Regions from separate parts of the Triticum aestivum genome. Here region 2 is linked to region 1. The links are chromatin contacts, called in public Hi-C maps. All regions are on one chromosome and are shown on one strand. The core of a region is the stretch at or near the end of the contact, and the rest is flanking DNA. Distances in the headings are between cores, read along the strand shown.

Region 1 (6,026 bases), core at 933-3,432:
TCCAGTTTGCAAAAAGAATCCTGCATGAGTGTTAGTAGTTTCAACTAGCAGCTGCACTTTCTTAAAACAAGGCAATAACTTTTTCAGTAACTCTTATGTTTTTCTCATCATGACAAGTGGGCAATAAATCATAGGTGTTTGGTTTCTAAAATGTTTGGCAAAATGGCTGATACTACCATGTGCAAGGCCAATGTATAGTGTGAGGTTGCCTATTTGCAATATAACACAAACACATGGATGCATGATAAGCAAGATCACTATTAGATAACCACCAATAGTTTCCCATACAAACAAGGCCTGTAATCCTATAGCCGGCTCATTTGGATAATTTCCAAACCCAACAATTGCTATATTTGCCAGGAAGGATCGGAGAACCAATGTTCAGTGTACACAGCAGAGCAAGACCAAAATCAGAGTTCTTTCGACCATTTCTGTAATCTGACTTGAGACATTAGTGCATTGCAGTACCAATCCAATTGACATCAGGCTCTGCTTCATATCACATATTATCGGTAAGGCAATAAGCATGTGCGCAAAATTGAGAAAATAACTATTTAGACATACAGGGATCCACGAGTGAGGCGGAACTGACTACACAGAAAAAGGAATGCACAGTAAACAGAAGGGAAACTATGTCTGCACAGTAAATTGATTATACCTCTTCTTGAAACCTTTGCAGCATAAGCCGTTTCTGTTCCTGGTCTGCAGCATATGGATCTAAGCTACCTTGGCCTTTTATTGGAGATGCCCATGCTTTCCCCTTTTCCCTTTTTTGCAGAGTGATATGCAATTCACCGTCCTCTGCATTGTAATCACAATGATCCATATTAAAAATATAGATCAGCAGAAGGCGCTAATGACGTAATGGTTGATATAGATGTCTCCCTAATGCTTGATAAACCTCATACCGGTGACTTCTCACCCATGGCAGCATACCCATATGCAAACTAGCCCACAAAATAATGGCACTCCACAAAATTACTGCAGCATATGGTGCACTGAATAAATTTAGTGTGTTTTTCCTTTTCCTACATTGATATTTTGTAAATGGACCAGAGAAAAAGGTTTTATGCCCTTAAATAATTCACTGCAGAGTGAAGAAGAGCTAAATCTAGTAAAAACTCGTAGATGAGTTCTGCACTAAATGTGCCATTGCAGACTGCACTGGATGAGCTGATTGCGCTTTCTAGTTCTGCACTAACCCAAACAGATACCTAAAATCCGCCAAAACTCTGTAGCTGGGAGACCAATAATTCCAGGTGGGAGAGAAATGAGCCATACCTATCGTCCAGAAAGACGAATCGGTCTTCACGGGGTGCATAAGGTCATGCTGCAAAACAATCCACATATCAAATTTAAAGATACAAACACAAATCAAGAAAGAGCTCAATATTTAGCACGAGCTCGAGTGGAATCGAATTGGAAGAGAGAGAGAGAGAGAGAGAGGGAGAGAGAGTAAATCACGGACGTTGAGGTAGGGCGGGTGGCCGCGAATGCCGACCTCAACGTGGCCGGCCTGGATCACACACTGAATCAGCTTGGTGGGCACGTTCTTGGGGAGCTCGATGTACATGTTCACCTCCTCCAGCGACTGGTCCCATTCGAAAACCTTCTGCCCTGCGCCCCCACGCAATCCATTGGGGGAGAGGAGGGGAGAAACCATAGGTGAGGGCAGGCTCTGGAACGCTCTAGAAGAAAGTGGAGCGTTAGACCGGGGAGGCTTACCATTGTGGACGAAGGCATGGCGCTTCTCGGGTGCCAGCCTCTCCGCCATGGCCGCGGGATTCGGCGCTCGCGACGCTTCTAGAGGCTTCTGGATCGGCTGAGGAACGCGATGGTTGAGGGAGATGGAGAAGAAGAGACGCCGCAGAACGCCACTCCCGCGATGTCAACGACTAAGGAGGGCGGCGACAAGTAGGGTTTGGTGGTGTCGTCGATATACGTGCAGGGCTGGAGGCGGACCAACCAAGCAAAGGGGATTTGTGGAGGAGGTCGAGGGGAGCACGTAGATGTCGCCGGAGGTGGCAGGGGCCGCCGGAGCCCGCAGAATCTGCTGCGTAGGTGGTCTGCTTCGGCCAAACAGCGGGTTGTTTCGATTGGGGAAGATGGTCTGCTTCGGCCAAACAGCGGCCAAACAGCTGCGTCCCCCTGTTTCCTCAGGCAACCGGATCACCGAATGCACGTTCTCAAAAAAAAAAAAAAATCACCGAATGGTCACCGCAACACTTCAATTAAACAGCTATAATGTCTGTTACTTCTTTCGTCCGAAAATACTTATCATTAAAATGGATAAAAAAAGATGTATTTAAAACTAAAATACATGTAGATATATTCTTTTTTATTTATTTTGATGACAAATATTTTTGGACGAAGGGAGTACAAACAAGAGCATATCCACACCCCGTCCCCGCGTCAACAAGCCCCCCAACACCATTTTTTATTGTTGGCGCGAAAAAAATGGCCCAGTCGTGTCCTTACAAGCCAATTTTTCGCCGGCTAGGCCCGATTTTGACGTCGGCGGACCTAGACCGAACCCGACGCGCTGGGGGACGCCCGGGGGCGTCGGAAGGAAACTTTTTTGGCGCGAAAGCTTGGTGGACCCGTCCAGTCAGCGATTAGGTGCGTTCATCGTCCTCATCGCCTCGTTTTTCCTCGGGGAATCAACGAGAAGGCTGCTGTCGGTCAGCCTTCCATTGATTCCTCACGAGCGGCGCAGTGAAAGCGCGCTGACGCGCCTCCCGCCCCTCCCGTCACGCGTACACATGGCTGCTGCCCGTTCGCCACCCATCCGCGACTATAAAAGCCGTCCCACACTCGTCAGTGGCCGCACAGTTCCTCGCCACATCACCTCTCCCCCTCTCACCGACGACGCCCCTCTCCCCTCTCTCCTCGTCTCAAAACCATGGTCGAGCGCTACCCCGGCGACGGAGCGGCGTCCAACGGCTTCGGCCGTCGCCACCTGCATGAGGACGAAGCCCGCCTCCTCTACGAGGCGGACTACCCAGCGCCGCTGAACATGTGGGTGCCTGGCTCTTGAAGCTCGGCGCCGGCGGTGTCCCGATGCCACCGGCGCCCATCGGTGCTGATCGACGCGCCGAGATCACGCGCGACCGCAGCTAAGGTACGTCCCCGACAGCCACACGCTATGGACGGCGTATGTCGGCCGCCGCAACGAAGAACAGCTCGCCTCCACGAACAGCGTCGAGCCTCGTGGCCGCCTCAACTCCGAGGGACGGTGCCAATGGTGGGGCGTCCCCGGCCGCATGCTCGAAGCCGTCCTCGAGCACATCGAGGACGGTGCTACTTCTTGAGCTTGCGTTGGTTTTTTCCTTGAAGGGGAAAGGGTAATGCAACAAAGTAGAGATAAGTATTTTCCTCAGTTTGAGAACCAAGGTATCCATCCAGAACGCACAAATCACCTAATACCTGCACAAACAATCAAACAACTTGCACCCAACGCGATAAAGGGGTTGTCAATCCCTTCACGATTACTTGCAAAACTGAGATCTGATAGAGATAGATGAACGGTATTTTTTTTGTATTTTTGGTTTATAGACCGGAAAGTAAAGATTGCACAAATAGTACATCGGAAACTAGTACGATGGAAAATAGAAACTTATTGTTGGGGATCGTTACAGAAATTAAAATTTTTCTACGCATCACCAAGATCAATCTATAGAGTAACTAGCAACGAGAGGGGAGTGCATCTTCATACCCTTGAAGATCGCGAGTCAGAAGCGTTGCAAGAACGCGGTTGGAGGAGTCGTACACGTAGCGATTCAGATCGCGGCCGAATCCGATCTGAGCACCGAACAACGGTGCCTCCGTGTTCAACACACGTGCAGCTCGGTGACATCTCCCGCGCCTTCATCCAGCAAGGAGGAGGGAGAGGTTGAGGAAGAAGGCTCCAACACCAGCACGATGGCGTGGTGGTGTTGGAGTGGCAGTTCTCCGGTAGGGCTTCGCCAAGCTCACGCAGAGGAGGAGAGGTGTTGGGGAGGGGAGGGGCTGCGCCTTGGATGTGGTGTTGCAGCCCTCCCTTCGCCCCTCTATTTATAGGGAGAAGGGGGAAGGGGGCCGGCCCCTCTAGATGAGATCTAGAGGGGGCGGCGGCCAAGGGGGAGGGGGCTTGCCCCCCAAGCAAGGGGGGCGCCCCCTTTTAGGATTCCCCCCAAACCCTAGGCGCATGGGCCCTAGGGGGGATGGCGCCCAGCCCACTAGGGGCCGGTTCCCTTCCACCTACAGGCCATAAGGCCCTCCGGGGCAGGTGGACCCTCCTGGTGGACCCCCGGAACCCCTCCGGTGGTCCCGGTACAATACCGGTATACCTCCGAATATTTTCGGTGACCGTATGATGACTTCCCATATATAAATCTTCACCCCGGACTATTCCGGAACTCCTCGTGATGTCCGGGATCTCATCCGGGACTCCGAACAACATTCGGTAATCACATACAAATCTTCCTAATAACCCTAGCGTCATCGAACCTTAAGTGTGTAGACCCTACGGGCTTGGGAACCATGCAGACATGACCGAGATAACTCTCCGACCAATAACCAATAGCGGGATCTGGATACCCATGTTGGTTCCCACATGTTCCATGATGATCTCATCGGATGAACCACGATGTCGAGGATTCAAGCAATCCCGTATACAATTCCCTTTATCAATCGGTATGTTACTTACCCGAGATTCGATCGTCGGTATCCCAATACCTCGTTCAATCTCGTTACCGGCAAGTCACTTTACTCGTTGCGTAACACATCATCCCGTGACCAACCCTTAGTCACATTGAGCTCATTACGATGATGTCTTACAGAGTGGGCCGAGAGATACCTCTCCGTCATATGGAGTGACAAATCCCAGTCTCGATTCGTGCCAACCCAACAGACACTTTCAGAGATACCCGTAGTGCACCTTTATAGTCACCCAGTTACGTTGTGACGTTTGGCACACCCAAAGTATTCCTACAGTATCCGGGAGTTGCACAATCTCATGGTCTAAGGAAAAGATACTTGACATTAGAAAAGCTTTAGCAGACGAACTACACGATCTTGCGCTATGCTTAGGATTGGGTCTTGTCCATCACATCATTCTCCTAATGATGTGATCCCGTTATCAATGACATCCAATGTCCATGGTCAGGAAACTGTAACCATCTATTGATCAACGAGCTAGTCAACTAGAGGCTCACTAGGGACATGTTGTGGTCTACGTATTCACACATGTATTACGATTTCTGGATAACACAATTATAGCATGAACAATAGACAATTATCATGAACAAGGAAATATAATAATAACCATTTTATTATTGCCTCTAGGGAATATTTCCAACAGTCTCCCACTTGCACTAAAGTCAATAATCTAGTTACATTGTGATGAATCGAACACCCATAGAGTTCTGGTGTTGATCATGTTTTGCTCGAGGAAGAGGTTTAGTCAACGGATCTGCGACATTCAGGTCTGTATGCACTTTACAAATATCTATGTCTCCATTTTGAACATTTTCACGAATGGAGTTGAAGTGACGCTTGATATGCCTGGTCTTCCTGTGAAACCTGGGCTCCTTGGCAAGGGCAATAGCTCTAGTGTTGTCACAGAAGAGTGTCATCGGGCCCGACGCATTGGGAATAACTCCTAGGTCGGTAATGAACTCCTTCATCCAGATTGCTTCTTGTGCTGCCTCCGAGGCTGCCATGTACTCTGCTTCACATGTAGATCCCGCCACGACGCTTTGCTTGCAACTACACCAGCTGACTGCCCCACCATTCAAAATATACACGTATCCGGTTTATGACTTAGAGTCATCCAGATCTGTGTCGAAGCTAGCATCGACGTAACCCTTTACGACGAGCTCTTCGTCACCTCCATAAACGAGAAACATATCCTTAGTCCTTTTCAGGTACTTCAGGATATTCTTGACCGATGTCTAGTGTTCCATGCCGGGATTACTTTGGTACCTTCCTACCAAACTCACGGCAAGGTTTACATCAGGTCTGGTACACAGCATGGCATACATAAT
Region 2 (5,483 bases), core at 324-2,823, 460 kb after region 1:
AGGACTCCCCTCTCCCTAGCGCGCCCCTTGGTAGTCGGCCTCCTCCTCCCCTCCTTTATATATGGGGGCAGGGGGCACCCCAAAGCACATCAATTGTTCTCTTAGCCGTGTGTGGTGCCCCTCTCCACAGTTTACTCATCTGGTCATAGCGTCGTAGTTCTTAGGCGAAGCCCTGCGCGGATCACATCACCAACACCGTCACCATGTCGTCGTGCTGACGGAACTCTCCCTCGACCCTCTACTGGATCAAGAGCTCGAGGGACGTCATCGAGCTAAACGTGTGCTGAACACGGAGGTGCTGTACGTTCAGTACTTGGATCGGTTGGATCGTGAAGACGTTCGACTACATCAACCGCGTTAATATAATGCTTCCGCTTTCGGTCTACGAGGGTACATGGACACACTCTCCCCGTCTCGGTGCTATGCATCTCCTAGATAGATCTTGCGTGATCGTAGGATTTTTTTTTGAAATTGCATGCTACATTCCCCAACAGAAGGCCTATCCTTTAGTGTAGTTTATGCCTTTTTTTAGTGAGACCATATGCAATGTAGCAAAGTACCTTAGTGTGGGATTGCTCGAATATGTTTTTATGTGTCCTTTTATGCGTTTGTCATTTGTGTCTTAGCGAGAACCATACTGATATGTAAAAGTTGTGTTTTAACACATGCAAGTTACTACTTTTTCTACCCGCTTCTAACATGAGTTTTATATTTTTTTGGTTGTACATGCTTTCATGCACAGGGAGTTGCATGTGTTTAGTACTAGAGTTTCCCTGTTTTTACACCTCCTAGAGGCAACTCTAGACTTTTTGCACAGCTACCATCGCACAGAGTTGTTTCAATGCATACAGTATAGAGAATTAGGTTTTGGTGTTGCAATGTACCTGCAAAGCTGTGCAATGCTCCTGCATATTTTTTCGCACTAGAGTTGCCCTATTTTTGTACTGGTGTTGCTTTTTGTTTCATAAGAGTTGCTCAAGATGCATGCCATACATATGGTTGGCTCAAAGCAATCTACAAGTTGCTCTTATTTTTTTCACCAAATCAAAGAACAAACTAAAAACTAGTTGATGTTCAAGTAGGGCAAGGCTGGGGTGGTTGAGTAGGGAAGAGAGAAAGCCGGGAGAGGTGGTGCTTACCTTTTTGGGGGGAGGTAGGCTCTCCTTTGTTGTCTCCAGATCTGATTTTTGGAGCAAGGAGGAGCAAAGAGAGGTTCTTGCGTCGGCTTGTTCTTCAAGACGCCATTGATGGGGCAAATCTATTTTAGAGGAAGAAAAGAGGAATAAGGAGGAAGAAGGGGACCCCTGCGCGGACTTGTCTTTCAAAGAAAAGGGAGAAAGTGGTCGCGTGAGGTGCGTGAGGGCGCTGGGGATAGTAGTGGAGCGTGCGCGAGGATGCAAGGAGGGGGAGGGACCGACGACAGGAACCCGTGATCGGCTCGATCAGGTGAAGCGACAAGACATGGGGCATGTGGTTTCATTTTTGCGTGTCCGCGCGGCGTGGTTTCTTTCCGTATATGGGAGGGCACTCGGGTGCCAGCTAGTCGGGTCCATATAAATTCGTGTACAGACAACTGGGCCCGCATCCCAGCCCTACCTGCCATTTTCCTCCGTTCGTTCATCTCCTTCGCCTCGCCACCGTCCCTCCTCCTCTCTTCCCTCCCTCATCCCTCATATCGTGTCGGCTCGAAAGTCGAAACCCTAGACCAACCACCCTCCCCTAGTACGTAGGAACAGGGACAGAGATGTATGCAGACCAGATCTCCACCGGCCGCAAGCGCTCCATCCATGACCGCCTTGACGCCGACCTCCCCTCCGACCGCGGCGGCGCGGACGCCGCCGGCCGGGCTCGTAACGCGCTGTCCAAGAGGTCAGCTTAAGTTCCGCTCCCACCTGCTCCTTCCATATCGTTGCCACGGCTCCCTCTGTAACCTTAGCTTGGGGCTTCTCGCTCTGTGCGTTCCTATGTGCTTAGGGATGGTGGAAATTAGGGCCTTGTTTTAGGTTGCTCGTGCTGAGGGCGGCGCCCCTAGATTCCATGCCTTCATTCATGTTAGAATTGAGGTTGTGGAGAGTAAGGACGAGCTTTGAGCCGCGTGATGTGTGTTGTTTGTCTGAGCGATGGAAATTGTGGTGTCAGATTCAATGATTCTGCATGACAAATATCATGAATTGGTCTGTTGGACGCCACGTCATTATGCAGCATAACATGGGAATTGCAGCGTAGGTTTCTGGATAATCCTTTTTTTTGGTCAAGCGCTTGCTTTACTGTTTTACCTGAGGATTTGTGATTTCATATGTTGAGTATCATGGTATGGACTATGGAATGAGCTCGGATAATACTAGTTGATAGCGCCTGTGGGAGCTAGAAGCTAGCGATGTAACCTTGGACACGGTGTTTTACTCAATCTAGCAGTAACTTATGTAACTGAGGTATGAACTGTTGCAGAATCAATCACCAATGCATTGCTATTGATTTTTTAATAGATAGTTTGTTATTTCTAAAGAAAATAGTCCTGCTTTCTAGTCTGAAAGTATCGAGGGTGGATATGTTGGTTCACTTCTATCCTCATGTATAAACTTATACTTTGTAAAGCTTGCTGACACGAGCCTTGATGTATTTAAGCCTGCTTGTAAAAGAAAGATCAATGTTCTTTGCTAGTACGCATGGTTTAAGTTATTAAGGGGTCTATAGTTCTTGCGAGCATTGTACTATCATGTTTCCCCACTTCACTAGACTAGCTAATTTCACGCGTATTGATTTCTTGATGTATGCTATCTGTAGGCAACGACAAACTGATGATAAATGGAAGCATGATCTTTACCGGGATGATGAATCAGCTTCAAGTAATCTATTTGTTGATGTATCTTAAATGAAGTAAGGCAACCTACCTTTTATTTTGGCCCCATTTAACTCTTATCTGTCTGCACTTAAGGATCAGTTGATCCACGGGATTTGCGATTCAAGCTTCAGAAGAAAAGCTCTCAGCAAGGGTTTGCTGGCCAAAAGGGTTCCGGGGTACGTGATCTACGTGAGATGTTATCTGGAACAATGCACGCACAACCATCAAATGTTGACCCTCAAAAGAGGAAACCGGTGTCAGAGGTTGTGAAAGTCACAAGGCGTGAAATTGTTGATGAAAGGCCTGTACGCCTAAGTAAGAAAGTATCAAAACCATCAACATCCAAGAAGACTTCTCAGCCAAAGGTATGAATTCTGTTGGTGATACACAGTTTCCCAGTTTCTTGCTTTCCACATGTACCAGAACGCTAGACTTTATTTAGTGGTTGATGAATAGCTTGAAAGATCAATTGCTGGAACTGATCTTTCTAAATGATGCCCAGCATGAAATTTGTAGTAACTCTTTTGGATAATGCTGTGACACTATGTTTGCTTAGCTTGCTATGTTTTTCTATTCCATACAGAGTATCTATTAACACTTGATCCCGGTGGTATATTTGTCTACATGACATAGGTTTGAGCCTTTATTTATTGAGTTTATGTGTATGTTTTATTTTAAGCTCTCTCATTAGCATTTCATTTGCAAAGAACAGCCCTCTTCCTACAAAGATTACTAGGATAACATGTGCGTTTTCAGCATTTCCCTTGGATCACTTATGCCGACCTTGATAGAATTTTGAGAAATCCCATTAGCCACTGTCATGTAAGCATAGGTACTTCTATAGCTGGACCCCGTGGAAGTTTGGTACCTCCTGGTAGTAGGATTTACTATAGGCGAATGTGTACCTGAACTCGTGTGTATATATAGTCTGGTTTCCATAATACAAGCTTTTAATGAAGGGATAATGGTGCTTTACACTTTGTTATACTTCCAAGAAAGCAACAATCACATTAGCTCTATCATCTGTCAAGTGGTCATGCTACATTTCAGTATGAAGAACTCGTGATGAGGGTCTGCTGAATTGTTCTGTTCAAAACCTCTGCCCTAGTTAACCAACAATGGGTTGCTGAATGTTGGATGTTGCCTTGGTAGTAGGTACCTTTCAGCACAGGTTTATCTCCTCTAGTTGTCCCTTGGCGACATTTATTGAAATTACTCATCTTTGGCTTGGGAGTGTGTAGAATTAACTATTACCATGTCTCTAGTTTGCGCTTGGGAGTGTGTAGAATTAACTATTACCACGTCTCTAGTTTGCTTCAATTCTGGTGTTGTTGTATGTAGGTTAAGGCAGAGAGTCCAATGTGGAACACCTTATATAAAACTTTAAATGTGCATGATGTAGCTCGCTAGTAAGCTTGCTTATTTTGGGGAATGTGTGATATACCATTTTTAGAAATATACTTTCTGGCTTGTTTTGCTTTCTGATCTAACATCTTTTCTTTTGGGAATGCTTGTAGGCTGAAAGTCCACTCGACAGTTTTCTGAAATCACTTGGACTTGAGAAGTATTCTATTACCTTCCAGGCGGAGGAGGTTTGACTATTTACCTAAATCATTACATTGTTTTTTCGTCTGTTTAGTTGACAATTGTTGTTTTGCAGGTTGACATGGCGGCCCTACGTCACATGACTGAAAGTGATCTCAAGGCGTTGGGCATCCCGATGGTAAGAGCACCACATCATGCCGGATCTTTAATTTTGCAACAATAGGCATTTCTTGGCTTCTCACATCCTTCATCTAAGGAGTAATTTCAGTATGGTTTGGCTATATTTTGCATAAACTGTAGACTCAACTGTTAAACAAGGTGTTATGACCGGCATAGGGGCTTAGCCCAGTGGGTTATGGCCCAAGTATCTTAATTAGGGGCTTAGCCCAATTATCTTATTGTATTAGGATCATTTGCTTAGGAGTCAAGTAACTTATTGTATTAGGATCATTTGCTTAGGAGTCAAGTAAACCTCTCTATATAAGGAGAGGAGATGTATCAATCTAATCAAGCAAGAAGCAATCAATATTTGCTCGGCTTCCCTTAGGGAGCCGGGAGACCTAAACCCTAGCCGCCTCCTGCTTTCGCCGCCGCTGCTCCCATCGCAAGGACGGCGCCACGCCGCCGGCCGCCGCGCACCAGCCCTCGCCCTTTCCCCTCCCTCCCCTACAACCTACGCCCCAGGCCTGGTAGGGTACAAGCTCCTACCACAAGGACACATAAGTACGTAGTTAGAATGCATCATTTTTCTGAGGAACTGGACTGAACCTGCTTTACAGAACTACTGCCTGCACTTACATTTTTTGTCCGGGGATATGGCACGTATGTTAATGCCAAATTGAATGTAAAGTAACTCTTTTGTAAGTCTGCATTCTTATTTGTGCATGCGTATACTTTGCCTCTAGTCGCAAAGGTCAAGCTTAAGGTGCATGTTCTTTCAGGGTCCTAGGAAGAAGATTACCCTTGCCTTGGAATCCAGAGCGTAGGGCAATGTCCCTGGAGTACAATGTAGAAAAGCAGGGAGATGTGGTAGGTTTTTGCTCATCTGCAAATTTGGCATATCTTGGAAAGCAGTGGTACAGGTAAACAATGCGGT

The links. Hi-C and Micro-C count contacts between places; a contact is called where the count stands out from the background.
Region 2: a contact with region 1 is called in a Hi-C map of an unstated tissue, with 10 times the contacts expected there. The contact joins the promoter of LOC123189023 here to the promoter of LOC123189022 in region 1. A contact is called at or near these places in 2 of 5 Hi-C or Micro-C datasets (leaf and an unstated tissue).

What each region holds. Positions count from the first base shown.
Region 1 is chr2A:471,115,036-471,121,061 of IWGSC CS RefSeq v2.1, forward strand. It overlaps LOC123189022 (nudC domain-containing protein 2), which reads right to left and starts at 2,183. Exons shown (of 5, transcript XM_044601339.1): 1 at 1,726-2,183; 2 at 1,469-1,617; 3 at 1,282-1,330; 4 at 659-801. The coding sequence starts at 1,774.
Region 2 is chr2A:471,571,213-471,576,695 of IWGSC CS RefSeq v2.1, forward strand. It overlaps LOC123189023 (ankyrin repeat and SAM domain-containing protein 6), which reads left to right and starts at 1,574. Exons shown (of 6, transcript XM_044601340.1): 1 at 1,574-1,869; 2 at 2,785-2,846; 3 at 2,936-3,207; 4 at 4,360-4,434; 5 at 4,503-4,565; 6 at 5,329-5,483. The coding sequence starts at 1,745. The coding sequence ends at 5,373.